2 separate regions of the Ovis aries genome follow, and region 2 is linked to region 1. A link is a contact called in public Hi-C data. All regions are on one chromosome and are shown on one strand. The core of a region is the stretch at or near the end of the contact, and the rest is flanking DNA. Distances in the headings are between cores, read along the strand shown. Region 1 has its middle 180 kb from the start of EN1. Region 2 holds the start of EN1 (engrailed homeobox 1).

Evidence for each region. Hi-C and Micro-C count contacts between places; a contact is called where the count stands out from the background.
Region 2: a contact with region 1 is called in a Hi-C map of tail adipose tissue, with 2.7 times the contacts expected there. The contact joins the promoter of EN1 here to the enhancer-like site in region 1. A contact is called at or near these places in 2 of 16 Hi-C or Micro-C datasets (both in tail adipose tissue).

Annotation. Positions count from the first base shown.
Region 1 is chr2:183,975,492-183,983,079 of ARS-UI_Ramb_v3.0, forward strand. No RefSeq gene overlaps it. Among named protein-coding and RNA genes, the nearest start is that of EN1, 180 kb to the right of the region's middle. Within about 2 kb of position 2,995, at least 5 of the 54 cell types and tissues checked have an H3K27ac peak or open chromatin away from gene starts, as enhancers often do. A contact at or near this core is called in tail adipose tissue, where this site is marked.
Region 2 is chr2:184,154,619-184,161,824 of ARS-UI_Ramb_v3.0, forward strand. It overlaps EN1 (engrailed homeobox 1), which reads right to left and starts at 2,947. Exons shown (of 2, transcript XM_027965030.3): 1 at 2,008-2,947. The coding sequence starts at 2,905. LOC132659321 (a long non-coding RNA gene) reads left to right here and starts at 985. Exons shown (of 5, transcript XR_009599622.1): 1 at 985-1,110. LOC121818550 (a long non-coding RNA gene) reads right to left here. Exons shown (of 2, transcript XR_006058516.1): 2 at 5,777-6,056.

The DNA of each region.
Region 1 (7,588 bases), core at 1,745-4,244:
CTGAACGTAAATACGTACAGGGCTTACAAGCGAAGCATATTTGTCAGGCACCAAGATGGTGGTAATTAAATTCATGGGCTATGTGCATTGCATAAAAACTAGAATCTCAGCCACTCAAGACCTTATAAAGTAGCTGATCATCACCAACACCATAATTACTCATGAGCCCAAGGAATGTACGCCAGGCCTCCTCAGACTTGTCTAATATCAGGCAAGAAAGCACCATAATTATGTTTCATATCTGGGGCCAACCCTAGAAATGTATGTACAGAGAGAAATATCTCAACTCTCTGTGCCCTTTGAGGTGAATTCAGGTACTTGGACTTATTGCCTTAGAGAAAAACAGTAAATTCTGATTGAACTAAAATTAAAAAGGAAAAAAAAATCAGAGAAATATTTACAAATGCCAAAGGGGAGAAGAGTGCCATTAGGTTCAGTGAAAAAGCCCGGTAAAATTCTAAATGAGAAAAGTATGTGTTATCTTTGAAGATGAAAATTAAGTTAAAATAGTTAGATGGGGAAAATCTCAAACTCCATTCAAACAGAAAGTAGTACACTTTCATCACAAACTTAGATGCTTTCTTAATTGGATTCTATAACTTTTCAAAGTATTGTAATTCCATTATTTCTCTTGATTCCAATATCTGAGCAGGAAGCATAGCAAGGGGCTTCCCTGGTAGCTCAACTGGTAAAGAATCCATCTGCAATGCAGGAGACCCTCCTTTGATCCTTGGGTCAGGAAGATCTTCTGGAGGACGGCATGGGAACTTACTCCAGTACTCTTGCGTGGAGAACCCCCATGGACAGAAGAGCCTGGTAGGCTACAGTCCATGGGGTGGCAAAGAATCAGATATGACTGAGCAACTAAGCACAGCACAGCAAGCAAAGCAAGGGTTATTATTCCCTTATTTGATCATAGATAAGCCTGCCATCCTGAGAGGTGAAGGGACTTATCCAAGATCACACAGCAGTTCAAAAGCAGAGTTGGAACTAAAGCCTGAGCCCTCTGAGACCTGATCATGCATTCATCTCCCTCTTCCATGAACCTCCTGGGGTTGAAGGCATGTTGATTTATTTCTTGCTTCTGTAAACTCTTGGCTAGAAAAAGCTAATATATTTATCCTGGATTTGGATTCAGAACAAATTTTTTAGTATTGAGCCAAGCAGTCTAAAAAAGCTCTTTCACCTGTTTAATCTGGTTTAAATCACAGAATTCTAAAAACTTCCCATAAAAAGATTTTAAAACTTTTTTCCAGCATCAGTGTAAGCAGTCTTATATATCCCTAAATGCTGATGTAGTGAGACTCTGGTAAGGAAGTGCTGGAGTAATTGAAAAATAGTTTTGCCAACCTAGAAAACGATATCAGATGCATGGACTATTAAAAGCCAATCTGAATCTGGGGGGACTATTTTTGTGGATATATGGGGTGTAGCAGTCACAATACTCAGAAATACACACCCTCTAGTCCCATCTGAACATAAACTCCAACATAAGAGTCCTGGGTCTGAACCACATATCAATCACTCGTTAGCTGTGTGATCTTAGGCAAATGGCTTATCTTCTCCAAGTCGCAGTTTCCTAATCTGGAAAATGGGACCATACCTACTCATCAAAGAATAGGAGAAATTTTCTAATACATGCAAGTGCCAATGATTGTTACCATGTACTCTCCCTTTCCTTGCTTCAGTCTTCTTAAAATTTAGCTTGTTAAGATACCGAGTGTGATTATAGGCTCACTATGCTCAAAATCCCCCTGACCAGTGCATTGGCTGGTTTTTGATTCAGCATCTTCATATCATACCATTCATTCATTGACAGATATTTATGTGCAGCCGCTGTCATAAGCACTGGTTCTTAGGGTAAGAATGAAACAGATATAACCTTCTTCTTAGAGCTTGTGTACAACAAACTGGACATCTTCTTGATCATTATCTCTGCGTATGGTGAGTGAGATGCTTAGTGAACACATTCATTGGTAAAACTCTAATGAAATGTGGTCTAATCTACCCCCTTCCCCAAGACAAAGACCAGATCACTAGGAGGCATGCTTCCTGATGCCCAGAGAGGCATACAGCACCTACTGTGTGCTCTTTTGCACCCATGAAAGCAGTCAGTTGACTCATTTCTCCAGAGTCATGGTCACTGGGATCATATCTTCACCCAATCTCATGAGATATCCCAACCTACCACTCCAGAGAGGACTTAGAGGGTGACTTGGTATACCTGACAACTTTCTTAAAAGTTGGGTCTATGCCTACAACCTTGGCTCTGACTTTTTCTAACTAACAGATGCATCTGCAGCACACAAGAGGTAGACACAGCTCACCTCGCCTCAAGAGGCCCAGATCTTCACCAATGTCCTCCCCTTTCCTCCCTGTCACAGCGCTCCCTTCCATGTAACCATTAAGATGTAAAATAAAATGAAAGGCCAGCGAAGCCTGCCAAAGTGAACTTCTCTGCTCTCCCAGACCTTCTCCAGGCTTCGGGTCTAGGCCTAAACTCCCTGGGAACACCCAGTGCCAAGCAGGTTGCCAGTTAGGGGACAAGTCACAAAAGTATCTGTGCTGGCTGTATAAGTAGGCACATTTTTTTCAGTGTTATTTTCCTTCTCTCTGGCTCCTAACAGAATCATTTTCTGGTTTTGAAAGGCATCTGCAGGAATGCAGAGAACAGAATGGTGACTCAGAAGATGGTGACCAAGTCATCTGCTTTGCATTGTCGAGTACATTTTTCACATGTTACTGGGTGAAACTAGCAATGAAGGGCACCAAATGCTAGAAATAGAACAAAAGAGATAAAGAAAAAGAAAAGGGAAAATATCTTATTTCCTCTAGAGAAAACTGCCTTGATTCAGGACGTTGGTGTTGTAGGAAAAATCATTTTGCTTTGAACAGTTCTCTTTCTGACTCACTTTTTGGAAAGAATGTGCTGAGCAGATAACCCCCATCTCCCCCCAAACAGCTCTGCTGAAATCTGAACGCTCTAAGTCCTCCTTGTTGACTTGTGAAAGAGATCTCTCTATATTCATTCGGGCTCTGTGCTCGTCACATGATACCAATACATTCCAAATGCTAAGATACAAGATTACTACTTAACCATAGAACAAACCAACAGGAATTTTAATCAAGACAATATCCAATAATGAATAAAGATGGAATGTTTTGGAGGGATTCCAGAATACACATTTGGGAATTTTTAATCTTGCTCATCTTTGAATCTAGCAAAAATATTTTAAACTTTTCTGACCATGTCATTTCAGGCTGGACCCAGAAACCAGCTACTATCTAAGGTATTAAAGCATTTCATCTACACAGACATTGAATTTTCCAAATCTCAGCCAGTAATTGATACCAGATTAAGTGAAATATGAATCAGTAGACCAGCTCCTTTACATGCGGTGCTTAAGCTGAATTATTTTACGATATGAAAGATGAAAAGAAATCAAGATAATAATCATCAGCATGGGATAAGATTATACTTTTAATATTGCTATATTTTAGGATTTGTTTCACTTTTGTTTGTATTTAGACCAGGTTGATGTGTACTAGTTTATCCAAATTGCTTCAAGAAACCATTCTCAGCAATTGGTAGACAAATATTTAATGTAAGTGAATGTTGTCCGAATCAAAGCTAATTGTAAAGAAAGATTTTTTTATATATAACTGTTTTATAATCAGCTATGACTTACCTGAAATGTGAATTTCAACATTATTTTAATTGTCTTTGAAACAGTAAGAAGGGAGTAGCCCAGTACTGAATTTGAACGTGATAGGCCAGGGAGGTATTCTTCCTGTTGTCTGGTGGGGTTTTCACACCCCACCCTAAGCATATCACCAAATGGGAACAAAGAAGACTTTGCTCCCACAAGGCTGTTTAGAGCATTGGTGTTTGGTTCTTTAAAAAAAGGACCAAGAGATGGTTGGAAGATAGATGGGAAAGATGGAACATAGATTAAATGTGACATGTTACACTATAGGAAAGGTATTTTTATAGAAGATGTACGCAGTAGATCAAAGACTTCACTGCGCTTATTTTTGTCTTCACACACCTACTCAAGCTGCATTTCTGCTGATGAGTGAAATTCTAGCTCTTTGGTCATCCCAGGACCCTAAATTGATACATCACCCAGCAGCATTAAAATGTTGGTTTTGTATGATTAAAAGTGTGGGTGCACAATTTCACTGGGAGGAATGAGAGTTGCAGTCATTTAAAGTAAATCAAGACTAAACAACGAAAATGAGGAAAACGGTCTGTGTAATTACCCTGTTGGTCGTCTCAGGAGCTCAGCTGAAGAGGAGATTAGAACTGAAGTCTGTGCTCGGGGGTTTTTGGAGAGTTGGATGCTAGTCTTAGCACAGGTTCTCTGGCAAGCCCTAAGTAAGCCTCTGATTTGAATGAGGAGAAAGAAAGGGCTGAAAAAGCATTTCTGAAGCCCTCTTGGACAGTGATTGATTGGTCTGCTTTTTTTTCCAATTATTTATTTGTTTATTTAAAAAAGAATTATTTTCAAATCATCTTGAATATTACAGATTTTATCTGTGTCTCCTGACCAAGCATTTCAGATAGGATCTAGTAAATGCAGTGAAAGTTTAAAAGTTGAATATCTCTAAGCCATGGAACAAACTCATCACAGAAAAGAATTGACAGCATTCCCAAGGAATAGGAGAAGCTAATAGAGTTATATATGTTTTAAGAGGTAGATACGATCACGTGTGCACAATATAAAACAGAAGGTTTCTAATGATTGAAAAAGGAGGGGGGGAAAGCTATTTGGTAGTAGCTTGGTGAACTTTGGCTGAACTTCTCTGTTTGGCAGGCTCTGGTGCGGACAGTCTAGGATGAGGCATTAGGGCTCGCATCTGAGAAGCTGACATCAAGCAGACAGCAAGACATGATATCTTATTTTCCTGAGCCATGCTGACACAAATTGAACTCCCCTTATTATTTTCTTATGCCAGTAAAGTTGCACTTGGAATTTAAGCATTTTGTGTGCAGATGTTGAAGGCTGGGTTGGTTTAATTTAAATAATTTGCAGATTGTTTAGTAGCACTCCAAAGACAGGAGTGTTCTTCATCTGAGTTCAATTTTATAAGTTCAATTTTGGTTTCTGATCTTCTGCAAGGTAAAACTGAACTATTTCAGTTTCAATAAAACCCAACCGCTCAAAGATCCTGCCACATCCTCTGCTGCTGCTGGTTTTGTTAGCTGATGAAAGTGGAAAGGCCCCGATGTTGTCTCTAAATTGCTCAATTTTTTTACCTTTCCACAGTTTTCCACTTTAAGAGAATGTATCTTAGAAAGGATCAGGTGGGGGCTGGGAGAGGGATGGACTGATACAGTAAGTCATCAAAATTAAAAATCAAACATAATGAGGACCGACTTGTTAAATACTCATTCATGGCTTTCCAGCTTTAGAATCACTTGGCTTCCAATATTCCTGGACCGTAGCAATTATGCATTTCACTGTTTATGCAGACCGCTTTCTCCATCAGACATTTCTTTCTCTGATGTTTACTTACCCAGCTTTTCTAAAGATTATATGTGAGCTCCCTGGAGCCCAAGCATAGATGCGTGATTGTATTCCCATTTATAAGAGTCGACTGCCTTCATTTTCTAGCATAGGTTTGTTTGCCCAGCCAGGCCCCACATACTAAACAATTCGAGGGAATGCTTCTTGGAAGAAAGTAAGATGTCAGTGTACATTACAGCCCTCCTGGGGTAAGTGGAGAGCATTCATAAAGGACTAAAGAAATGTACTTTATAATGAAATGTACCTCATATAATTTATGACCCAATACTCAGGGATGAGTTTTTCTCTTTGGGAGTGTATGTCTGCACGTGAGAGAGATGAGCATGTGTGATTGTATAAAATTCTTAATAATGGTCTGGGGAAAAAATGTTCTTTCCCATTTGGGCAATGACCAACAGTGATCTGCACTGGCCTCTGTGACTTCCCAAGGAGGATGTGAGGCCACCCCTTGCTGTGGTCAGTGTGCTGGATGTGGTCATGGCCTTGACTTCAGATGCAGAAAACCTTCCTTTCCTGCACCAGAGGGAAGGGAGGGTGGGACATGCAGAGAAGAGTGGACGGTGAGTGTGTGGAGGGGGCGTGGGGAGAGGTCTCTCAGTTTTCCCCATCTGCGCTGGATCAGAGCTCCCTTTCCCAAACAAGTGCTCTGCAGTGACGAACTAAACCACGAGAGAGAAAGAGCCACACTTGTAGCTGAAATTTGTTGAGCTTTTAGAGTCTATTTTCCCCTCATGATTGACAAGAGTGGCCCTAACTGAATCCCTTTTTTTAGGAAAGAAAATACCAAGAACCACATTTTCCCCCTTCACTTCAGCTCCCATACTGAAAAGTCTCACAGGGGCATCGATACGAGTTTTGGATAGGAATGGAAAGATCTTCCATAAAAAGTGGCAGGAATTATAGTTCATCGTGAGATTGTAGAGTTGGAAGTGATCATGGGGATAATCTAGTCTAAGTCTTTGTCAACTAGAAATTCAGGTCAGTTCAGTCGCTCAGTCATGTCCGACTCTTTGACCCCATGAATAGCAGCACGCCAGGCCTCCCTGTCCATCACCAACTCCCAGAGTTCACTCAGACTCATGTCCATTGAGTCAGTGATGTCATCCAGCCATCTCATCCTCTGTCGTCCCCTTCTCCTCCTGCCCCCAATCCCTCCCAGCATCAGAGTCTGTTTCAATGAGCCAACTCTTCGCATGAGGTGGCCAAAGTACTGGAGCTTCAGCTTTAGCATCATTCCTTCCAAAGAAATCCCAGGGCTGATCTCCTTCAGAATGGACTGGTTGGATCTCCTTGTAGTCCACGGGACTCTCAAGAGTCTTCTCCAACACCACAGTTCAAAAGCCTCAATTCTTTGGCGCTCAGCTTTCTTCATAGTCCAACTCTCACATCCATACATGACCACTGGAAAAACCATAGCCTTGACCAGACTGACCTTTGTTGGCAAAGTAATGTCTCTGCTTTTCAATATGTCTCTAGGTTGGTTGCACCTTTCTTCCAAGGAGTAAGCGTCTTAATTTCATGGCTGCCGTCACCATCTGCAGTGATTTTGGCACCTGCCAAAAGCATTTGCTAATGACTGACCAACAATACAAGGGCATTTGCCTTCTGCCTCTGTGGAAATTGAACCCTGCACTGTTGCAGCTGCTGATCTTCAACACCTACTGAGGGCAATTCAGCGTGGAGAGTGAGGCACTCTGTGCTCCAGGGAAACTGGTGGAACAGGTCTTTAGATAGCTGGATGTTTTCAGGAACTGATTTTATGATTCCAATCTTTGCCTCTCCTTGTATCTAGAAAAGCACTAAATCCTTTCATGGTGACATCAGCTTCTCGTGACTAGCAGAAAACCTTTTGTAAAGTAAGCGCTTGATTGCACTGAATGCTCCCTTTACCAAAATCTTATATATTGACCTTCTCCCACTGCCTCTTTGCAGCAGTTTTTCAGAGCTATCTGAGGTGCTGTCTCCTGGGCTGTAGTCTTCACTTTGTCCCCAATAAAACTTAAACTCACAGTTCTCACATTGTGCATCTTTTTAGTATATTGTGTTAGTTGCTCAGT
Region 2 (7,206 bases), core at 1,697-4,196, 180 kb after region 1:
CTAGGAAAGTGAATTGTCCCTCAAAAACTAGTCTGGGAAGAGGGCTGGCTATGAAGCCCAGCCCTGAAGAGAGGAGGAAAAAGAGAGGCCTCCACAAGTAAGTCTTCTCTGGCATTTACTTGCTGGGCCCTGTCATGATTATGGGAGCTTCCCGAGCTGCGCGAAGTCCCTATCTGGCCTGTTAACCTCTAAAATTGTCTGGAAAGAAGGGTCTGCACCGGCATCTCCAAACCTAGTGGCAGAGGGGTAAACCAGGCAGCTGGCCTCTGGGGCAGTCCAGCGCCAGGGGTCACCAGCTGTCCTGTGACAAAAGAGTCCAGGCCTGGCCGACCACCGCAACTCAAGACTGGGTTGAGGTTCCTCTCCCTCAACTGCCCCTGCAGGATTAGAAACCAGCACCCTGCCTCCCCAGGTTTGTAAGAAGGAAAGCAGCCAAGAACAAAGACAAGGCCCACTCCTGAGCCCGATGCAGAAAGCACTGGGAGGCGGGGTGAGGGGCCAGGAAGGCCTTGGTTTAGGTTAGTAATTAGCTGGTCGAGCAGAAGTGGCCCAGGAAATGTGTGCAACCTCAGAAAGGCCCCATTGTGAGACGGGCATCCCTTAGGTTGTTAGAGCATTGTTGCAATTGTTTTGTTGTTGTTGTTGTTGTTACTGTGTGTATGGGTGCCCTTGCAGAGGCATGAACACTTGTAATAAAATCGTAGCCTCCTGGCCAGCCTGAGCGGCACAGCCTGACAGCTCAATCACTCTATCCATCAGGCGAGTCAATCAAAGCAGCTTTTCGGAGGTTCAGGGAGCCCGATGTGTCAATAACGGGGCTCGAGATGGCGGGGGCTGATAGCGCTCATCGATCCGCGCCCGGCCAGCAGCGGTGGGAAGTCAGAGACCACTCGGAGTGGAGCGCCACACGGCGACGCCAGCCCGGCCTCCTGCCAGACCCAGGCGCGGAACCCCAATCGTAGACCAGAACCCCTGCCGCCCTCCTCGAGGCGCCCATCAGCCTCCTGGGAGCTGCGGTCCCCGGAGGCGGGCAGGCCACAGCCTCCTCTCCAGGGGCCTCGTGGCTGCCCCTGAGTACCTCTCGGCCTGGGGTTCTCCAAACTCAAAGAGGTATGTGGGGAAAGGCCAAAGGAAAATTGAGAAAAATGGGCCCATGGCTGGCAGAAATTTGCTAACGGGCAGATGTACGGAAGGAAGGAGTGAAAAAAGGAAGGGGCAGGGCCCGGGAGGATGTGCCAGGCGGCCACGGAGAAGCTGAGGTGGGGGCTGGCTCTCATGCCCTCGGCCCAGGTCTCTGGCCTGAGCCTAAGGTATTTTCTGTCCTCTCCCTCGTTTATCTGTCAGTTCCAGAGAATCGGGAGCCAGGGGCTCTCGGCACCCGCTGTTTCCGAAACCGCCTTTCCCTGGATTCTACCCAGGCGGGTCAGGCCCTTTTGGCTACCCGGCTTGCCGAAGAAGGACAGCTATCAGACACGTTTCTCTTTCTTCCTGTGTCTCCTTACATCTATCTCTTTGCAAATGATCTCTCCGCAGAAAATATCGATACAGTGTTTATGTCTGCAACGACACAAAGCGAAGATAATTTCTCTAATCAAAGCCTTGCTCAGTTTCGGCCTCCGCAGGATTTGAGACCCAGATCGCTAGGCCCACCTTCCCGCTGATTCTAAAAACCCCTTTTCCTGGAAGAAAAAGCAATGACTGATTGGGTGTTTACTAAGAATAATAAAGGTAAAACACAAAGAAGGCGAGAAGGGCTCGGAGTTCAAAATCGAAGGATCCACTCCCTGTAACCCTGAGCCGTAACCTCCCAGGTGGTAGTCGCAGAGCCCGGGAACGCAAAACTCGGTATAACAGTCGGTAGTGACTGGAATCGAAGGTGAAAATGAGAGAGCAGGCGTGAGAAAAGAGAACCCTCGGGATCCGGCCCGCACGCTCTCCCCAGCCCGGCGGCTGAGAGTTCTACCGGCGTCTGCCTGTTCACCGCGCAGCCTAGGGCTGGGTACTCACCGGAGGACGGGCGATCGGAGTAGCGCGTGCAGTAGACCCAGGCGGGCCACACGAGGGGTTGCTGCGAGTCAGTTTTGACGACGGGCCCGCCGTTGGCTGAGCCCATTAGCAGTATGGCCGGGTTGCTGTGCTCCGGGTACTTGGCACCCTGCGCACCTGGACTCCCCACGCCGCCTCCACTGCCACCGCCGTTGTCCGAAGGCTTGGCCGCTGCTGCCGCCGCCGCCGCCGCCGCCACGGCCGCTGCTGCAGCCGCTGCCGCCGCCGCCGCCGCCGGGTTCCCAGCTTTGGACGCGCCCGCGCCGCCGGCGGTGGCTGGCGGGGAGCCGTCGGGTGGGCCACAGTTCCCGTCCGCGGTGCACAGGAGTGAGGCGGCGCCTGGCGACCTCGTACCCAGCGGGTGGACGGGGTCTCTACCTGAGCCGGTCTGGCCTCTGTCACGCTCGACCCGGCCTCCGCCTGTGCCTCCTCCGGCCGCCGCCGCCGCCGCCACCAGGAGCTGCGGCGGCGGCTGCTCCTTTTTGCAGCCGAAGTCCGGCCTCAGGATGTTGTCGATGAAAAAGTTGGTGGTGCGGTGCAGCTGGGCCGCGGGCTGCGGCTGGTGAGCAGGCGCCGCGAGATGCTGCTGCTGCTGCGGCGGCGGCGGCGGCGGCGGCGGGGGCGGGGGGTGCGGGGGGAGATGCGGGTGGTGGGCCAGGGGCGGCAGGCAGGGCGCCGTGGGCGGCGAGGGGGGCGCAGGCTGTGGGGACACCGGCACGCTGTCTCCATCGCTGCTGCTGCTGCCGCTTGCGCCGGGGCTGAGACTCAGGGTGAGGCTGCCGGGGGCCGCCGCCACCGCCGCCGCCGCGCCGAGGCCCGAGTCGCGCTGACTTTTAGGTTCCGGCTGCTGTTCTTCCATGCTCGGCCGCCCCGCCGCCTCGGCCGCCGCGCCGGCCCCCGCCCCCCCCGCCTCGCTCCCCACCCCACTTTGCCAGCGGCCCGTGGGGGTGTGCGGAGGAAGGAGGCCGGCAAAGCCCCAGCGAAGGCACGGGGCGGGTGCAGAAAAAAAAGCCCAGGCGCCTGGCCTGGATCTCTCGCTCTTATCGAGCAGATCTCGCTGTCTCTCTCTAATTTGTAGATATCCAGATATGGAGACACTTGGCTATTTCTTTTTTCTTTCTGCAACCAGAATCAATTTGTTTTAAATGGGGAGTAAGCCACGGCTAAAAATAAAGAAAAAAAAAAAACAGGAAAGGAAAAAGCAAGAAAAAAATCTCCAAGAATTTTTTTTTCTTAAAGATAAAAAAAAAAAATAGTCTTTAAAGTCTAGCCATTTTCCTAGGCAGTAGTGAGGGGTTTGACTTCCCCGAGTGTCACGCTCAGCTGTGCCCAGAGCGCGAGGCTGGCAGCGCCTTTAATCGCCTTTGCTTTTTTTGCAGGGAGAGCGCGTCTCCGCCAGCGCCGGGGCTGCTTTTTTTTTTTTTTTTTTTCAAATCTCTGACAGCTCGGATCTTTGCTCAAACTCTCTCGCTTAAAAAAAAATCACCCAGGCACACTTTTTGCCTTCAAACCGGAAGCACGTGAGTCAGGGCCGCACGTGTGCGGGGCCAATGGCGAGCCAGGACTCGCGCTGACACCCGGGCCTCGGCCCAATAGGCGCGCGCGGGACTTTGCGGATAAATAATCCGGGGGCGGCGGCCGCGGGCGGAGAGGGGGAGCCGCGGCGCGGGCCCCGTGTGTCCGGCCCTCCCTCCCTTATCCGCACCCGAGCCCCTCCCCCTCTTTCAGGCCAGGACCGAGGAAGGGGCAAAGGAGACCGAGAAGGGGTGGATTGCGGGGTGTACGCAAATAGACAACTCCATAAACAACTTGTTGGAGAAATGCAGAATTATGAGTGCGTCCGTACAGGCGCAGGATCAGGAGGCAGCGGCATCGGCTCTTTTGGCAACCCCCATGCCTAAGAAACAGCCGTTTATTTTCTCGCTCTAGCTTTTTCTTGCTCGTTATTAAGGGTGAAAGAGTGCTATCACTGTCGGAGTCTGTGTGTATATGGTGTGTGTTTGGGGAGTGGGGGGTGTGGGGTGGGGAGAGGTGAACCGAGGGTGGTCGGAGACGTGAAACAGACGTAGATTTGGCTACTTTCAGTGGAGCGGTTTATTTTTCACAAGTAGCAAACGCCAGCGGCCAGCTGCGCCTAGCTAGGTTTGTAGGGTTGTAGTGGATGTTGGCCGGCTGCACTGCGTGCCCTTCCCGGGGTTTCCGTACCCATGCCCTTCCCTGGCGGGACCTTTGACAACCCCTAGGAGCTGTCCCGCCGCCATTAAGCCAGGTCCAGAGGGCGCGAGAGAGTCCTTTTCTGGCCGCCAGAGTCGAGCGGTCCGGGCACCTTACAGTTGTCCTGAGCCAAGTAAGTCAGGGTGCGGATACCCCCGAGGCCCTGGCTTTTGAGCTCAGGGAAACCTCCGTTTTCTATTTCCACGCGAAGTGAAATCCAGCGGATAAAAGTACTGCACTCTTGGTATTTGCCCTAGCCAGCTGGACAGCGAATTTCCCCCAGTAGCCCAGATTTTCCTGGGATTGTTCCCCAGTCCTTAAAGGCCCCTTCACTGTAGCCCTGAATTTTCTTATCAGTTTTTTGGGGGAGGGAGGAACTGCACGGGCTCCCGCCGCTCCCACGCTCACGGAGATCTGTCTCCAGTCGCTGGCTCTTCTTCGCTGTTTCCTTGTCGAGGCACCCCGAAGTTTTCCCACTGCCAGGGACAGGGTAGGGGAAGGTGAGGCGCTGAACATCGGCGGGGTTTGGTTTGCCTACCAAGGAGGGCCGGGATCCGACCATGTGGTGAAGCATAGAAAAACTCGGGCAACTGAGGCCTCCGAGAGGGTGTTATCACGGAGCTCCAGTGGGCATCTAGTCGGAACCGCCATTCTTAACTGGGGCGATGGAGAAAGGATCTTTTTGAGGATGTTGTCTAACGGAAGCATGCAAAATAATCCTCCTGTGCCCAGAAAAGTCACAGAGGGTTAGGAAGAGAATAAAACGAAAATCACAATAACCGGAACCCCCGCACTAACCGAAGTTTCTCACAAGGGGCTAGTGGAGAGCGGGAGTTGGTATTGCTAGCTGCATCTCCGGGTCAGCCGAGGGTCTTCCGATGCTCGGGGCTTTTGGAATTCTAGCTGGACTTTCCCAGCGGTTCCGGGGCGGCGAGAACCACTTTCCCGAAGCGCTGCGCTAAAGCAGGCCCGACGTGATCTCCTCAAACCTCCCAAGTCGTCCCCCAAACCCACCTGAAGGTCTCCCGGGTCCTCCTCAGTTCTGCACCCAAGGGCTCCCCGAAATCTCCCTGTGCCCCCACCCATTCTCCCCGAAATGGGTGTGGGATTATTTATATTTAAGTTAGCAAAATTGAAATCTTTATCCCGCAAGCGAGCGTGGGTACTTAATTAAATTCTAATTAGGACACTATCAATATCCTATTTAGCCGCGTAGCTTTTGTGCGCCGCGGTCCCTTTCAGCGCCGTAAATAGGGTCTCGACGCCTTATCTCGCCTGCAGGAGACGCCTCGAGAAGGGCTGCGGAAGATAATTTATAGGTTTTAATTACTCTTCATTCCGCCTGATCAGCTTGGCGTTCATCACAGGCCTGTGAATAAAACCCTGGTCAAAAGCTCTGTCACATCGCGCTGGCAAGACGCTTAATCAAAGTGAGCGGCCCCGCGCGCCGCGCGGCCCGGCTCCTCCACGTAATTTCCAGCCAGCTGATAAAGCCAGCTGAATAATGCGGCGGCCCTTTGGAGACACCATTTACAGAAATGACTTTATTGACGGCTTAACGTCGGTAATTCATTTTACCTTTCATGTAGTGGAGCCCGGATTTGTTACAGTAATGGGATGATAAATGCACCCGCGGCCCACGAGCTCCGGCTGGATTAGGCGGTGCTCCTCGCGCTGGTTCGTCCCCCCACCCGCAACAGCATCCTCCCCCAGGCCAGGCCTCCGCCGACGCTCCGCATCCAGAGCCGCTTGCTCTCCGAGACCCCTACCAGGGCCCGCGCCGTCCTCTCTTCTTCCTGAAAATGAAAATATTATTGGGAACTTGGTGTTAGCGGGTTGGTGTCCTGGCAAGCCTAATAGTAGGGTGTCACAGAGAGCAAATGTTGATCCAGGTGGGTGTGTGAGGGTCCAGAGGTCTCGGAGGGTGCCCAAGAATGGACATGTGGGTGATGAAATACGGGCAGGGTGAGTTGTGTGTAAAAGCCTGTAGGTAGAGGGGTTAAGTGTGTGTGGAGCAATGTGTGTGCAGGTGTGAGTGCACTTTTGTGGCAGTCTCTTAAGGGGTACTGGTTTGTGCCTTTTCGAATTTCTACCAACTTGATAGATGTCCAGGAAGGGGTAGGCTATCAGGAAGCAGGTTGGGAGAATTTTCGCAAATCCAATGGAATCCTTTTCTTCAAATGTCCTCTGCTCCAGGGCCAAAGATATGGAAGTTCAGTTCTAAGCTGTGCCGCTCCGCTGGGGCCAGAGGGCTCACAGAAGGCCACTGACATAGCTATATCTATGCAATAAATTGACTGTCCCCGAGTTCTGCCAGCCCACATAGAAGTGGTGAATGATGAGAAAAAAAAGGATTTTTAATGCCAAAAGGAGCATTTCTTTTCCTCACTTCACTGAAGGGAGAAGGGAGCTGAAAGAGGCTTTCAATGGTGGAGGGTGGGGTAAGCAAGACAGGGACCCCTCTCAACCCTCCGTCCTCTCTCCTGCTCCCAGACTTCCTCCACTGAATCTAACTAACCAGGGCCTGCCACTGAGCGAAAGGCACCTGATCAGAGGGGAAGTGTTTGTGTGTTTGGGGGAAGCTAGAGAAGTTTGGGGACCATAAGTAGGAACTGAGTAGTAGTGGAGGCTGGGATACTCTACCTTTGTTTTCCAATCTTGCAGAAACCACTTATGGATTTGGAGAGTGTCCATGACTATGGGGGAATGAGCCTATATTCATGTCTGCTGCTTGTGCATCTAAGAACCAGAGACAGGAATGAGTCCATAAAAGCTTTGTATGTCTGTGTATTTGTGTGCATGGCTGGAGGCTAGCGAATGTACACATTAGTGTGTACACCTGAGTCTGCCCACCAGCTGGGTGCAGTGAAATGTATTTGGTGAGGGCTTTGGTGTATGCTGTGCAGAAAAGAGAAGTCTTCCACCATCCCACATTTCCACAGAACT